Linked DNA regions of Arachis hypogaea: region 2 is linked to region 1. Evidence: chromatin contacts called from public Hi-C data. All regions are on one chromosome and are shown on one strand. Each heading gives the region's core, a stretch centred on a gene start, on an enhancer-like site or on the middle of the called end of the contact. The rest is flanking DNA. Distances are from core to core; before and after follow the strand shown.

Evidence for each region. Hi-C and Micro-C count contacts between places; a contact is called where the count stands out from the background.
Region 2: a contact with region 1 is called in a Hi-C map of leaf, with 2.4 times the contacts expected there. The contact joins the enhancer-like site here to the promoter of LOC112709363 in region 1. A contact is called at or near these places in 2 of 8 Hi-C or Micro-C datasets (both in leaf).

What each region holds. Positions count from the first base shown.
Region 1 is chr1:109,530,701-109,533,497 of arahy.Tifrunner.gnm2.J5K5, reverse strand. LOC112709363 reads right to left here and starts at 1,425. Exons shown (of 4, transcript XM_025761265.3): 1 at 132-1,425. The coding sequence starts at 742.
Region 2 is chr1:109,577,089-109,579,885 of arahy.Tifrunner.gnm2.J5K5, reverse strand. It overlaps LOC112709397 (COBRA-like protein 1), which reads left to right. Exons shown (of 6, transcript XM_025761288.3): 4 at 1-53; 5 at 145-422; 6 at 901-1,415. The coding sequence ends at 1,193. Among protein-coding and RNA genes, the nearest start is that of LOC112709397, 3.8 kb to the left of the region's middle. Within about 2 kb of position 1,430, at least 2 of the 3 cell types and tissues checked have open chromatin away from gene starts, as enhancers often do.

The DNA of each region.
Region 1 (2,797 bases), core at 176-2,675:
GCTTCTTATCTAAGTTAATAAGCATAGTCATGAAAGCAAAAGCAGATCAAGCTATTCAAACCCATCAGACATACAAATCAAGAATTAAAGAACTATATTTCGAAAGATTAAAGCTCGAAAAATTGACCAACCTACTACATTGCTGACAAAACCTTTGCTCAATGCCATTGACTATAACTACGGCAGTCTTGGAATGAACCTCACAAACTTTGTGTCTCTTGTGGTAATCTTTAGAGGAGCTGAGATCCTTGTTACAGCCATAGACTTGGCAGTAAGAAGTCTGCGAGTGCAAACCCAAAGAGCCTCGCGGTCTCTTCGGGGCCGTGGACGACACAGAAGAACACAAAACAGGTGCTCCTTTGGAAAATGATGCAACATTAACATCAGCATGATCAGCAAATCTTCCAAGCTTCAAATCAATGAGGGAATCACGGCCACTACTGGAGTCCACAACAGTAGTAGTAGTTGTAATAGTACTATTACTACTACTTGTGATTCTTCCACCATGTCCACTACCTCCAATTAGATCATTAAACAATGGTTTCCCCAACAGTTCAGGGAAACCAAGTTCTTCAAAACATTGATTGTCAAAGCTAGAACATGGGGTTTTCAGTTCCCATCCAAGGAAGGAACTTTTGCTTCTCAAAAGGGTACTAGGAGGAGGAGGAGGTGCAGCAGAAAGTGCATCGTTGGAGACATACCCCTTTTCTTCTTCAGTAACATAATCCCAAGAAGATTCCATTGCATGCGACAGAATCAATCAAGAGTATAAAAGAGAACAAACACCACACCACAGCAAACAATCCACCTTCAATGGAAACAGAAACAGTGTGCTACTGCTACTACTACAGTGTGTCGTGTAGAGAAAAAAGAAAATGGAAAACTCAGCTTGAATTTCGTTGCTGCAATAATAACCCTTAGAAGCTGAAAAAGCAGCTTTGAGGGAGGAACCACTGAAGAGTCTTGCAAAAAAGTAACAAGTGCCCACTAAAGAAAGACAGAAAAAGTTCACAAAATTACTCTACCTGAAGCTAAAAAACCTTTCTTTGAGCTCTTTGATTCATTGAAAACAAAAATAAAAACTTTTAGAAATAAAAAAAAAAACCTCAAAGAAGTGAAAAACCAAGTCAAGAAAAGTCAAATAGAGGAACAAGGTAAAGGGTAGCAAGAAGTATGCAAGGTTAAGCAGAAGATAGAGGAGTCTGAAGGAGGCAAAAACAGAGTGAGTCCATGGAATTATACAGAAAGAGGAAAAAAGCATTTGAGTAAGTGAGGGAAAGGGGAAACAGCTACTTACCTGAATGATGAGAGAGAGAGAGAGAGAGAGAGAGAGAGAGAGAAGAGTGTACTTGTTTTGAAAGGGTCCCAAACAGTAAGAGTGGGTGTTTGTGTTGCTATTTTTGGAGAGAGACAACATGAATGGACAGCTCTTCCAAATTCTTTAATTTCTACTTTTGTTTTGGAAATTACTCTTATCATCACACCAACTTATTATTAATCCCAAATTTATTTTCAAAATGATAAGGTTTATGTATATTGATTGTATTCCACATTTCCACTCACTCACTTTAATCATCCAATCTGATGATTATTCAAATTCAAGTGTTGCTCTTAAACAAAACAAAAAAATAATGATAAAATATGGGTTTTTTAATATTTTTAATTTTTTTTACATTAATCTAATATTTAGTTTGATTTGATTTTATACTCAATATTTAAAATAAATTTTAATTTTATCATTAATATTAATATATTTTAAAGCCAATAATCAATTTTTTAATTATTCGTATCTTTTTTTAAGGTGTTTGAATGGAAAAAAAGATGGTGAAAGTTGGGGGTAAGTGGTAAAGAAAAGTGATTGACCAAAATTACTCTCATGAGTTTGGGTTAAAGTTATAATTGGTAATCGGATTAAATAAGAAGACAACAATTTTAAAATTGCAGATAAAAATATGCATCTTAGTTAAATATAAAATTCAATCAAATTAAATATTAGATATAACTATAAAAATTTCAAAAAGACTAAGAAAAAAGTATATTTTATCTAAAACAAAAGCACAATTATTATCTATTTATAAGATCTAGTGAGACTGCCTTGAAGATTAAAGTGATCAATTTTGGTATTATTATAAGGTGATTATTATAGTATTTAAGAATGTTTGTCTAATTTATTATAAAAGATTAAAATTTGCTATAAAAAATAAATTATAGTCACCGTAAAATTCACTTTATTGTAATCAAGACTCTTACAGGCTACTTATACTATTTTGTGTTGAATAATGTTACATAATTAATAAATATTATTATTTTTAGACAATTTACCATAATAAATAAATTGTCCTCCAAATTTATCAGAATACACATTTTATAAAATAGATACAAAAATGTATTTTTTTTATAAACTATGTAAATCGCGACAGGATCTCGCTATTTATGAATACACGTAATCCGCTATCGCAATTCGAAGCAAAGCATCACATAATCCGCGATAGCGGTGTCGCAGTTTATATGTGATTTACAAACGTACATAAACTGCTACCCTTTTCGCATCTACATCTTTCCATCTTCTTGCTGTGCATCACCATGCACCACTATGACCCTGACATTAGTCCAACTGCATTGCTTATTCTCCCATCATGCTCTCCAATCCTCAACTATTATTCAGCTTTCTCTTCTTATATATATATATATATATATATATATATATATATATATATATATTGTTGATTTTTTCAGTAACCCTTTTAATTATTTTGTTTTAATTTTATCAAAAATCAATTTTTTTTGCTCGGGATGT
Region 2 (2,797 bases), core at 181-2,680, 46 kb before region 1:
CCAACTTGTACCTGTGGCTGTCAAAACAAAACAGAACCTGGAAGCTGTGTAGAGTAAGTTCTTACTTACCTTTATTGGTTTAAATGAAATGAAAATCTTTAGACTTTCTTCTTTTGATGTATCCTTTACAATTTGTTTTCGCAGTCCAAAGTCTCCACATTTAGCTTCAGTCGTTTCACCACCAAGCAGAGCTTTAAATCCACCTCTAGTTCAGTGTACAAGCCATATGTGTCCGATTCGAGTGCACTGGCACGTCAAGCTCCAATACAAAGAGTACTGGAGGATCAAGATCACAGTCACAAATTTCAATTACAGAATGAACTATTCACAATGGAACCTTGTTGTTCAGCATCCCAATTTTGACAATGTGACACAGGTTTTCAGCTTTAATTACAAGCCACTGACACCTTATGAGGGCTTAAGTAAGTTTTTCTATCTTACATGATCATAGTCCTAATCTCCTAGATGGTTTCTCGAACTTGTATCGGGTTCTTTCTTGGTGCTTGTCCTGTACTTGTTAGGGTATATTCAAACGATGTTCGAATGTCAAACTAAATAAATATAAAATCAATACGAGATATACTTAGATATTATATTAATATATAATATCCTAAAGATATTCTAACAATAATAAAGAATCCTTACCTAAATACCAATACTTCTTAGAAAACATAAATTCTTGTGGCTAAACTATTTAAGTTACTTCTGAATGAAACAAACTAATACTTCTAACTTGTTCTGTAATTGTATTTGTACTTAGTATTGATACCATATGTGTACCTATGCAACATAGTTCCTACATGATCTTATGAAGAAAATGTATATATACATATATATATATATATATATATACCAATTATTATATGATAATTATTTTAGGATTATGTATGGGTTTTGCAGATGATACAGGTATGCTGTGGGGTGTGAAGTTCTACAATGATTTGTTGGTTTCAGCTGGAGCAGTTGGGAATGTGCAATCAGAACTGTTATTTAGGAAAGACAAATCAAGCTTCACATTTGATAAAGGATGGGCATTCCCAAGAAGGATCTATTTCAATGGAGACAACTGTGTCATGCCACCTCCAGATGCATATCCTTGGCTACCAAATGCAAGTTCAACACTAGTTCTCTCTTTGCTAAGTTCTCTCACTCGGATTCTGGCTTCTTTTCTTGTCTTATCATTTACATGTTAATGGTGATGGTGAGATAGGTGCATAGCCATAGTGATTGCCACAAGAATTTTGTGCAGTTATTTTTACTTGGGGGGTAGAGTTTTGTGCTAGCTGCACCTATGTTTGCTTATTTATTATTATAGCTTCTGCGCTGCTTATTATTATTATTGTTTTTGAAGAATGCTTATTATTTATGTTAACATGTATCTACGTATGCTAATCAGTAAACCTATTTACCTCAAACGGGTTCTGCTATAGGGATTGGGCTTGATATCTTTGTTTTCGGATACTTGGGCCATAGAAACTGATATATGGTATCTAATTTATGTGGAAACTTATAAGTATCTTTTCACAAAGTTGATAGTTGAAAAATTTTTAAATGGTAATTTAGTTAAATATATTAAAATATTTAATTATTTTCAATTATTTTAGACAATTACATGTGAGTATTCATCTTAATTTATATCTAGCCGTTTGTTATTTTTTGGAGTTAGGATCCGTTTCAATATCAAAAATAGCAAATTTGTTACCTAACCATATGAAAGTAGGCAAAAGATTAGATAGTCTAACAATATTTGGACTATTAAATAGTCTTAATAATAAAATATTTTTTAAAATTTTTTAATAATTATTAAATAATTTTTTTAAATATTATTTATGAATTAACCTTTCAAATATTATTTTATTTTAAAATTTACTCTTTATTTTATTATTCATCATTTATATTTTCATCAACATCATGAACAATTAAAAATAATATAGAACCTCTATTGATAATCTTATTCCTAATACAATCATGAGTCAAAATAATAATATGATCATTTATATTTAATGATAGAATCTCTTAATAAGAAGAATTAAGCCCCACTTTAATCTCTGAGATTGGTGAATTGTACTAATTTAGTCCTTAATTTTTTAATTGCTACAATTTGATCCCCTATAATCAAATCAATGTAGTCTCTTGTGCACTTTTCGTCGCCAAAACTCGTCGTCGTTAGTGGCGTAACTCAAGCCTTGCCACGCTAGACATATTAAAACGATGCCGTACGTGTTTTGACGCTAAAGAAGGCGTTAAACTATGTCGTTTGAGAGTTTGAACAATCTTGTCATAACCAAATTCCTTGTCATAACCTTCAACGACGTCGTTTAATGTCTTCTTGAGCATCAAAACGCGTATGACGTCGTTTTAATATGTTTGGTGTGGCAAGACTTGAGTTACGTCACTAACAACGTTGAATTCTGGTTATAGAAAATACACGAATGACTACATTGATGGACTCACTTTTTTTAATCTGGGGAACCAAATTGTAGCAATTGAAAAGTCAAGGACTAAATCAGTACAACTCGCTAATCTCAAGAATCAAAGTGGGGCTTAACTCTATATTTCCCTTTTCATAATGCGGTACAAAATTATCAAAGTCTTTTCTACTAGCTTTGGTTGTTCCTATTACCACAAGCTCTTCGCTGTGTCAAACAAAATAAAAATATTAGATGTGGGATCATTAATCAACAATGATGATAGTATTAACTCAATTTATGAAGGATCTAGAATGGCTGAAAATGCATATGCATAGGTCTTTATCTGGTGTTCTAAAAGACACATGGTTGGGAGTTGGCATAAATTT